Linked DNA regions of Zea mays: all the other regions are linked to region 1. The links are chromatin contacts, called in public Hi-C maps. All regions are on one chromosome and are shown on one strand. The core of a region is the stretch at or near the end of the contact, and the rest is flanking DNA. Distances in the headings are between cores, read along the strand shown.

Region 1 (3,295 bases), core at 210-2,709:
ATTCTCTTTCCAATTCCATGTCTACTCTATCATCGATACTATTAGGCATATGCAAAAACCTCAAACCTTATACTAACTTACTAAGTTATTGATGATTAGACAACATATAAATGCATACGTTGCTTGATTCCTCAATCGGTGTCGTCGTGTCGGCCGATGAGGTATGCGTGCTCTGCTGCCGTGCTGCCTGCTGCGAGCCTGCGAGGTCGGATTAGGGTTAGGATGTGTTCTGTTGTCTGCTCGATTCCTTGGGCAGGGCTCAGTGGGGAATTAGGGATGAGCATATCACTATCAGTGACCCTAACCTGGATGGCAGGAGCAGGATGGCGTGGCGGGCTGGCGGCCGACCGCGACCTGCGATGCGAGCCCTGTACGTTGGAGGCTTGGAGCCCTTGACCTTGATGGCTGCCGCCTGGCTGCTGGCTGAACGTGGCGGCGCCAGCGGACGGCGGTGAAGCCTGGAGATGCCGAGATGGAGCGGGACTGCGGGAGCGTAACTGCGTGAGCCTGCGGACTGCGGTACTGGGCTTGTGCCTGCCGGCGGACGGCGGTGAAGCCTGGAGCTGGAGATTGCGCGGCGCCGTGCGGTACTGGACTACTGGTACAGTGGTACTGCGCTTGTGCGCTGTGGGGCTGGAGTCTGGAGATTGCCGTCTGTCGTAGTGCCGTGTGCCGGTGTGCGGCTGTGCGCTACTGTTGCGCTAGGGTTTCTACCTTTCTGGGACTCTGTCTCTGGGTTTGCACTTTGCACTTGCCTAGGTGGGCCGTGGGCTCGTGGCCAGCCGTTGTGAATTGTGATTCGCGTGAACAGTGGGCCGCGAGCAGCCGTTGTAAATTTCGGGTATGGGTTGTTCGGGTACCGGTTGGCGCTACCCGAATTACCCAGAATAATTTCGGGTTTCACAAGTTAGTACCCGAAATTCCCAAACAAATTTCGGGTACCCGGTATTACGGGTTCGGGTACGGGTATTTTGGGTTCGGGTAACGGGTTTTTTGCTCAGTCCTACTGACTTCCATTGGCTTCGGCGGAACTACATATTTTTTGTCCATTAATCTGCAAAAGGTATACACCAACAAAAATTAGGCTCTGTTGACATAAATTAGCTACCATATATATTTATTACTCAGATTACTGTTGTGTATAGTATAATATTGCTATTTATTTAATTATCTTGGGTTGTCGGTAAGGGTATTTTTTGATCACTTCTTATATACTGAATGTTACATAGGAATGCGCGCTACAGTAGACGACGAGGGGGCCTTCATTTTCATTTTCCATGGCAAGACCAAGACAAAAGAAAAACAACACCGCTCTCCAGTCCCCACTCTCGTAGCAAGATCAGGCGGGGTCAGGCCAAGCGCGCAGAGGGCCCCACAAAACAGTGACACGCGCACGACTCCAACCGAGCAGGCGCGGCCGGTTCGTCATATCAGGTGGAGACATACTTCTCTCCCCTCGTGCAGTTCACACACTCTCCTCTGACCTCTCCTCTCCTCTCCTCTCGACCTCTCCCTTCTATCTAGCCACCGAAGCCAAGACCAAGGAACGGCATGGCTCAGCTGCTGCACCTGCCGGACCTCGCGGCGGCGCGGCCGCCGGCGCGGAGGAGGAGGGGTGTGGCGGTGGCGGTGGCGGGGGGGCGCGTCAAGCAGGGGGAGGCGGGGCGGGTGATCAGGGTCGCCGACCCCGTGCGGGAGGGCCGGATGCCGCCTCCTCTTCTTGCCGCGCCGGCCACGCCGTCGGAGTCTCCGCCGGTCGCGGGGAGGCGCGGGGACGAGGACGACGAGGTGAGGCAGAGGTACTACCTCAACATGGGGTACGCGATCCGGACGCTCAGGGAGGAGCTCCCCGATGTGCTCTACAAGGAGCCCAGCTTTGACATCTACAGGTTCGATTCGACAGCCTCCTAGATTTGTCTTTTTATTTTCTTTGTTGGACTCGACTGAGCTGATCTAACTGGGTTCCAATTGAAAAACTGCTTTTTTTCCCTTCTCACCATCAGTGATGTATGCTTCAATTGATTATTGTTAAGGAGGCTTATCTCTGCTTACCTACTAAAGATTTGTCGTCACTGCAAGTGCAAACTAGTACCTTCTAGTTCGAGGTAGAATATGTGCATACACAAGCTTACTCTGCCTTCCCATATCCATATAGCTTGTGATCTGCAGTAGCTGCCACCGGACAGAGCTGCAGCTATAAATATTTCACAAATCATAGCGGATGCTGCATAGGCCCTCAGTATTTTGCTTGTTGGCTGATTGGAAAGTTAACCCTATCTCAGGACATCCCTTTTGCCTGGAAGTGATAGTTTAGCCTAGCTAGACCTAGACTACCATTCGCTAGCTTTTGAGTTGGAATGGAGGCCTTGGGCAGTGCTGTTGGTGGTGATGGTGCCACCACCTGAAGAGCTGCACTCAGAAATGAAGCCTATATGTTTCTTCTTACCTAATGTTAATTAGGATATGTGTTGTCTGTAGATATAATTGGGGTTCTTGTTTATAGAGTCGTGTTCTTTAGCCATTGGAGAATGGGATCATTTTTTCAAGGATTACGTGATGAATCCTATACTTCTGTGCCGTTGGTTGGTCCTCCGCACAGTTAACTGAAATGTTATTGGCTGACTGGAGTTATTGTGATATTGACATCCTATGGTGCCAGTTCCATGGGTTAGATTTGTTAGATATGCGGTCTTATTATTGGAGTTATTGTGATATGACATCCTGTTTCAGTTTGTTTTCATGGGTTTATGTTGTTAGTTGCTATTTGTCCCCTTTCCTTCTGTTATTAGAGTTCAGTTCTCACTTTTCAACAAAGGGCCTCTTAACTTACTGATCGTCTGACTGTTGGATACATCCATACCTTGTTTGCGGTGCTCTTTGTTTTGTAGGGGTTGATGCCTTTTATAGTTGTTTGAGACATGATTTTTTTCCCTCTCCAAGCAACATGGCCTTTACTTCCCCATATAGTTATATCCATTTGTTTCGTTGTTTAATAAAAAAAAACAGGTGGGAACTTACACCAGGCATACTTCTCCATTTCAAGGCTTCTATTGTGCTGCACCATTGTCTTCTCAGTATACCTGAACAAACTAGCCTTCTCATAGCGCATGGCTGCTTTGCCTGGACTGAACAATTTGATTTACATGCAACGTAGCACTGTGCCTGAGTATTTGCTAAACATTATTATATTAAAAGTACACTTAGCCAGAAGGATTATGTAAACCATCTGAAGAGTTGTACTCAGAAATGAAGCCCACATATTTCTTCTAATGTAATGTTAATTAGGATATGTGCT
Region 2 (3,295 bases), core at 293-2,792, 240 kb before region 1:
TCCATACCCAATCCACATAAAGCAATAGCAAGTACTACCCAAAAATATTTCAGGGGTGAACAAGGTATAGAGGTAATCAAAACTGGGGTAACATAAAGGATCCCATCAAAATTAACCTATGCAGATCATTAAAATTAATAAGAACATGGCTGGGAAAAGTAAGTGATCAAGGGCACAACTTGCCTGGCACTTGAGATTCCAGTTACCAGGGTGATCTTCAGGTGACTCGAAACCTCGCTGCTAGTCGTAGCAATACAAACAGATATGGTATAGACAAAATTAACATTACATCAAACATAAGAGAAACTGCATAATAATAATCTACGCGTTGCTACGAGACTAACGGAACTTGAACGGATCAAATCGGAGTTAAAATGGAGAAGTTATGAATTTCTTAAGGTTTTATGCACTCAATACAAGATTAACCAAGAGATTAATTTTAATACACTTTTCATGTTAAACCAGAGGTACTATGTGATAAACAATAATATTATAGAATTATAGAAATTGGAATTATTTGATTTGGAGCTAGATTGGATTTTCTATGAATTAAATAAGTTTCTGAAAATATTTTAACACTAGAAATCATTTTCTAATTAAATTTCAGAATTTTCCTAGATTCTGGACTGCGCGCATAAATACAGAGAGTATCAGGGGCTAGCACGCAAAAACTCTAAGACTCAGGTTCCAGTACACTGGACTGCGGGTTGATTCCAGTGTTTATCAGGGTCTCTTTTGCAAAATGTCCTGGATCAAAGGGTCACGGTGCGCTCAGGGCCATGGGATCATAATTCAACGATTGGGATTAAATCCCCGGTTATCCCAACCGGTACGCACCCACGGCCACACGCTTCGAGATCTATGGCCAAAATTTGATGAAGGCGTGATTCAATCTAATCCCTCCGATCTGATCTTAACGTCACTAGACCAAAAAGCGAAGGGGGTACGTGACCTTTAATCCCGACCGTCTATCCACATCAACGGTCCAGACATCATCCGGACGAGATCTCGTCCGATCCGTTCACTTAACGATCGACGGCCACGGACATATCTTCAACCCTCAGCTCGGCAGGACGGTGGTGCTTCCGCTGCCGTGAAGGCTTAAGCGCCGACAAGCAACAACCCCAGCGCACGCACTACGACGAGAGGAGGAGCAAGAACAACATGGACGGAAATTTACCGGTGGTCGAGCAGCAGAGAACTGAGCACACGGTACATTGCGGGACCCTGGCCTCCCATCGCCCACAGCTCCAGGAACCGAAGCACGCGCATCAGGAACTCCTCGCCGAGTACCACCGAGAACCCCTGGATCCACGCCCCGACGAGAAATCAACGAGATCCTGGTGCACCACTTCGACCAGGACGACCACAACCACCACCCGAGGAACCCCGTGAAGCCCCAGACCTGCGCCCAGCCTGAGATCTCTGTTCTCAGCGCCCAGCCACAGTCTTCGTCGCGCGAGGGTATGGCCAGGTGCGGCGCGCGCCCACGATCTTCAGACGCATTGAGTTGGCTTAGGCGATGGTGCGATTGCGACCTCAATCAACGGAGCGGATCTCAATTTTTTTCCCTCTGCTATCTGCACGCGATGATGGCTACAACCTGGCGGTCCTGCGGTCAGGGAGCGGCGAACGTTCCCATTTATATTCCGAATGCGAGGCCGAGGACCCGGCCAAACCCACGACCCGCCAAAATCGCGGACGAGGCTATTGCGCGGCCTGCGCGCTTACCGGATCACTAGCCACCCCTTGACTCGGCTGGAAGGGATAAGGAGGGAGACGACTCTGTCATCCCGGCCCCACGCACTAGACACAGATTATCCCAAGCACGCGCGACAGAGATAGCGGCTGGCGGCGCGGTGGGTCTGTTACGCGAGAGAGGAATCTCAGTAGCACGGCCCCACATGTCATTTGGCCAGACCAGGGAATGGATCGTGGGCCACGGAAACGTAGGGTCGAGTTGGGCCATGGGAAGAAAATGATGCTGGGCCACGGGGGATTATTCAACCCAGGCAGTGTTTTCTTTTTTCCTCTATTTGCCCAAAAACCCATAATTCAAAATAGGTTTGAATTGTTGATTTGAATTTTACTTCTCATATCCTAATAGTACTTTAATATAAATACTACTACCAATGTTTTGCCATAATTTCTATGGTATTATTATTATCATTATTATTATTATTTTTATTCATTCCTCAATTCCTTTGCTCCCATATCCTTCGGAGCACAATTTAAATCTAAAGCTAATTTATTTTGATTATAGGTTTTGGATGAATGCACAAACATAGAAATCCCAGCATGATGCATAAGTTCATGTTTTATCTGGTATTTATTTAAAATAAACTGTGTCACATGAATGATTCTCATAAACAAAAGAGTTTTTTTTTTCCATGTTATAATGAGTAGAGGGCAAAACATATTTTGAGATCAACTCTTTCTTTTTATTTACAAATTGGGTATTACACATTTTTACTTATATGGAGGAGAGAGACATCAGAAAGTAGAGGAAGTGGACTCTCATGCAAGAGTCAGCTGCAAGTGCTACATGGACTCCAAGATAAAAGGATGTAAGAGAAAAAGACAAGGAATTAATCTAAGAGCCAACCTTATCGTCAACTTTATTATATGAGTGCGTTTATTGTTTGCTACAGATGACATATCATGTAGTTAGAGCCAACAACAGGCTCTATTATTAAACTTGTTCTTAGAACATTAATTGCTGCTTATATGTGTATTAGGGGCCCATCCCATCTCCTACATGAAGTTGGTCCCTGCCTATATGGTAGTCTAACTTACCTATGTCGATAACTCTGCTAAGTTTGCCTCGAGGACTACATTCATAGGATGTACCAAAGGTGCATGGTTATGTTTTTCAATATCCATAATGAAGACTTTAAAATCTCTGTGCCAACAACTATATTTAGTTTAAAAGAAAAAACAATAGATTTCAACCTGCTGAAGTTGATAACTCTACTACGTCAGACTCGACAATTTGCATGACAAAATTGTGATATCGGTCAGGAGACAAAAACAAGTCAGACACAAATAATTCAAGACATTCAAGAAGATCCAATGGAAGAGTTTCATCTGCCTGATTCAAATGACTGATGAGAACATTACCAGCTCAGATATGACCATGTTAATGGCTCATGTTACAAAGATGAAACTCTTCCACTTTATAACTACCTTTGATATATTTTAAGAATTGATATTGTGTGTTGTAGAACTTCTTACATGGATTAAGTGATGTGTTGAGTGTACAAGGAAGGCATTGAGGAACAAAGAAGTTGATTGG
Region 3 (3,295 bases), core at 446-2,945, 130 kb after region 1:
GCAGATTATAATCCCAAACAAACACCCCACCACTCATGTCTCGTTATAATTATAACGATTGCTACCATTCTAAACGCACAAACAGACATGGGTAGTTATTATGACGCCCATTGCAAATTGAGAATTCCAAATTGAGCATTGAACTTATGAGAGTGACAGGACGAAGGATAGATGTCAGCGCGGATCATACCATGGAGCATGTTGGACACGCTTCCCCGGCTGTAGTAATCGTACACGAGCAGCTTCTCGTCCTTGGAGTAGTAGTAGGCGCGGAGCTCGACGACGTTGTCGTGGCGGATCCGCCCGAGCAGCTCCATCTGCTGCTCGAAGTCGCGCCGCCCGGCGTTCACCTCCTTGAGCCTCTTGACGACGACCGTGGTGGCGTCCTCCAGCACGGCCCGGTACGCCGTCCCGAACGCGCCCTTGCCCAGGACCTCGGCGGAGGCGCGGAGCAGGTCCTCCAGGTCGAACGCCAGCGACGGGGCCTCAAAGAAGACCATCCGGTTGCCGTCCCCGGCCTTGCCGATGACCGCCTTGGACTCGGGCGATTCCCTCCCCTTCTTCTCCCCGCCCTTCCCTGCAGCCGCGCCGCCGCCTACTGTCTCTTCATCGCGGCCCTCCCTGCTGCTGTTGCAGAATGCGAGGAGCAGCAGCGCCGCGACGGCGAACCCGAGGACGCACCCTCCCACGGCAATGGCGAGGATGGCCGCCTCGCTGAGCCTGGGCCGCCGCCTCGCGGGGGGAGGCGCAGCGAGGCCAGGAGGCGGAGCGACAACAACCGGCGGCGCCTGAGCCGGAGCCGGGCGCGTGAGGCTGTTGCCGGCGAAGGCGGCGTCGGGGAAGCGGAGGAGGGACGCCGGCACGGTCCCGTCGAGGCGGTTGTTGGAGAGGTTGAGGAAACGGAGCGCGGGGAGGCCGAGGTCCGGGACGCGGCCGGAAAGCGAGTTGTTGGAGAGGTCGAGCGCGACGAGGCGGGTGAGGTTGGCGAGCGCGCCGGGGACGGCGCCGTCGAAGGCGTTGAAAGAGAGGTCGAGCACCTGGAGCGCGGTCAGCCCCGCGAGGGCGGCGGGGAGCGCGCCGGAGAAGGCGTTGCGGTGGAGGTGGAGGCCCTCGAGCGCGGGCAGGCGCAGGAGGTCGGCGGGGAGCGGGCCGGAGAGGTCGTTGGAGCGCAGGCTGAGCAGCTGCAGCGCGGTGAGGCGGCCGAGCGTGCCCGGCGGCACGGCGCCCGAGAGGCCCAGCCCCGGGAGGTGCAGCGCCACGACGCGCGCGCCGTCCGCGCTGCAGGTGACCCCCGTCCAGCCGGGGCCGGGGCCGTCGGCGCTGCAGGCGAGGTGGGTGGTGGACCAGTTGATGCGCGCGCGGGCGGTGGCGCCGCGGCCCACGCCGGAGAGGAACGCCAGCAGCGCCGCCTTGTCGGCGTCGGGCTCGGAGGAGGCCAGGCGGGGGCGGAGTGAGAGGCAGAGGAAGAGGCAGATACGGAGCAGGAGCCCCGCCCCACGGAGCGGCGGCGTGGGCATCGCTGCCCCTACTCTCTCACCTGAATGGCTGGATCTGAGTGAGCAACGAAACGAACGCTGCTGAACGGAGGGAGGGAGAGTGAGAGAGGTGCGCCAAAATTGGCTGCTCTCGCTCTGCTGCTAGCTTGGAGCGGCCGTGGCCGCGTCCGCGTGGGCGAGGAAGGGAAGGGAAGCGTGCGCGAGTGCGGACTGCGGAGGCGGAGACGCCACCGAGAGCGAGCAAGAGGAGAGTCGGGTTCGGGAGTGCGTTTTTGGTGGGAGGACTGGTTCGAGGGGAGACGAACGGAACGTTGTGCGCGGCGGTGTCGGCTACTACCGCGGTGCGTGCTCGGCAAGTGACGGCGGCGCGGTCAGCGATCTGCGCCTTCAATTCCCATGTGAGCCTCTGCTGGCAATCGAATTGTAGCAGCACTTTATTAGGAATTAGAAAACTTGTTGTTAATTATTATTACAGGCAGCGGTTGACCGACGGATCCATCCGCAGCTCTCCAACTCTCACACAGTCTCGTCAGCCGACACTTGGGTTAGGCCGGCGGGAATGAGGAAAGCGATGGGCCGTGAATGACTTCACTGCAGTGTGTGGGCGACGATGATTGCTTTGCACGCAGCACGGCAAGGACTTGGCTTTCTTTCGCTTTGCACCTTTTTCCTGCCAAGTTCATTTTTTTTTTGAATTCAAACTTTGAACTGAACGAACGAGAGCACCCCACGTCCCCACGCCATGCACAAGGCCCCCAAGCCAAGACAGCTGACAACATTGGCCATGCTTTGCCTGTGCTTGTTTTGCGGATTCTGTCCATACGGACAAGCAAACAGCCGAGCAGGGAGATAGGACAGGCTAGCTTTGGACGTGTCTTGTGTCTGCCTCTGCCGCTCGGTGGTCGAGCTCCAGCATGCAGAGGCCGGGGGGGCATGCAATGCAGCAGAGCACAGGGCTCGCCGGCCGGGCGACGTGGGGAGGAAAAGAAGGCAGGCTCACCGCTCACCGACCATCACGTAGGCAGGACTAGGACGACGATGGGCGAGGAGCATGCTGCCAAGTGCCAAGACGCAGCAGACGCGTGTCAGCCAACTATTAGACTGTCTTCAGCGCATGCCGCGCCCTTCCCCCTCCCCTTGCACTGTGCACGTTTAGGGCTTGTTTGGTTACACCAATCCAGAGGGAGATTGAAGGGGATTAAATCCCCTCCTAGTCAAAAATGACTAGAAGGGGATTTAAACCCCTTCAATCCCCCTCTGGATTAGTGTAACCGAACATGCCCTTAGGGTGACGAGATGGGTGCAGCGGCCACCTCTAAACCTTCCCCTACAAGCAACAGTGGTAGCGCTGGGAGCAGTGCTCCGCTAGATGTGGAGGACTGTGGCAAGCCCTCTAAACACTGTGCTTGTACTGTTGAATTAATTGTTAGTAGAATAAAAATTGACAAGAGATGAAAAGTAGGTATAGAAAATGATATTTTATGGTTGTAGTGGGGTGTAGGGGAAGGATTTAGGGGGAACCGCTGTACAGGGTGGAGATATAGGAGGAAAGAGAACGCTGACGTGGCACGTGAGTGGGATATAGGGGGGCCAAATTTAGGGGCAACCGCTGAAGACAGTCTTAGCGCCCTACATGGCTGCTCATACCATACATACATGGCTGGGCTTGTAAATTCTCGAGATACGATAGTCAAAGTCGCTAAAGCTACCTCGCAGTCAACGAAAATTGTTAGCAACACCTCTCAACCAAACACTGGATAATTGGATTCAATTATGATCTGAGTACATGACGATAGGAA

What was found. A called contact is a pair of places that touch in the nucleus more often than the background predicts.
Region 2: a contact with region 1 is called in a Hi-C map of leaf, with 2.9 times the contacts expected there. The contact joins the enhancer-like site here to the promoter of LOC100276677 in region 1. A contact is called at or near these places in 3 of 25 Hi-C or Micro-C datasets (ear, leaf and tassel).
Region 3: a Hi-C map of endosperm shows a contact between it and region 1, with 2.7 times the contacts expected there. The contact joins the promoter of LOC100382649 here to the promoter of LOC100276677 in region 1. A contact is called at or near these places in 2 of 25 Hi-C or Micro-C datasets (endosperm and leaf).

The regions. Positions count from the first base shown.
Region 1 is chr8:27,434,847-27,438,141 of Zm-B73-REFERENCE-NAM-5.0, forward strand. LOC100276677 reads left to right here and starts at 1,460. Exons shown (of 2, transcript NM_001150404.2): 1 at 1,460-1,889. The coding sequence starts at 1,552. LOC111589943 reads right to left here and starts at 638. Exons shown (of 4, transcript XM_023300858.1): 1 at 306-638; 2 at 1-198. The coding sequence starts at 49.
Region 2 is chr8:27,193,134-27,196,428 of Zm-B73-REFERENCE-NAM-5.0, forward strand. No RefSeq gene overlaps it. Among protein-coding and RNA genes, the nearest start is that of LOC103636838, 79 kb to the right of the region's middle. Within about 2 kb of position 1,543, at least 1 of the 20 cell types and tissues checked has an H3K27ac peak or open chromatin away from gene starts, as enhancers often do. A contact at or near this core is called in leaf, where this site is marked.
Region 3 is chr8:27,566,103-27,569,397 of Zm-B73-REFERENCE-NAM-5.0, forward strand. It overlaps LOC100382649 (putative leucine-rich repeat receptor-like protein kinase family protein), which reads right to left and starts at 1,696. Exons shown (of 2, transcript NM_001175373.1): 1 at 191-1,696. The coding sequence starts at 1,517. It overlaps LOC100383812, which reads right to left. Exons shown (of 1, transcript NM_001176444.1): 1 at 3,240-3,295.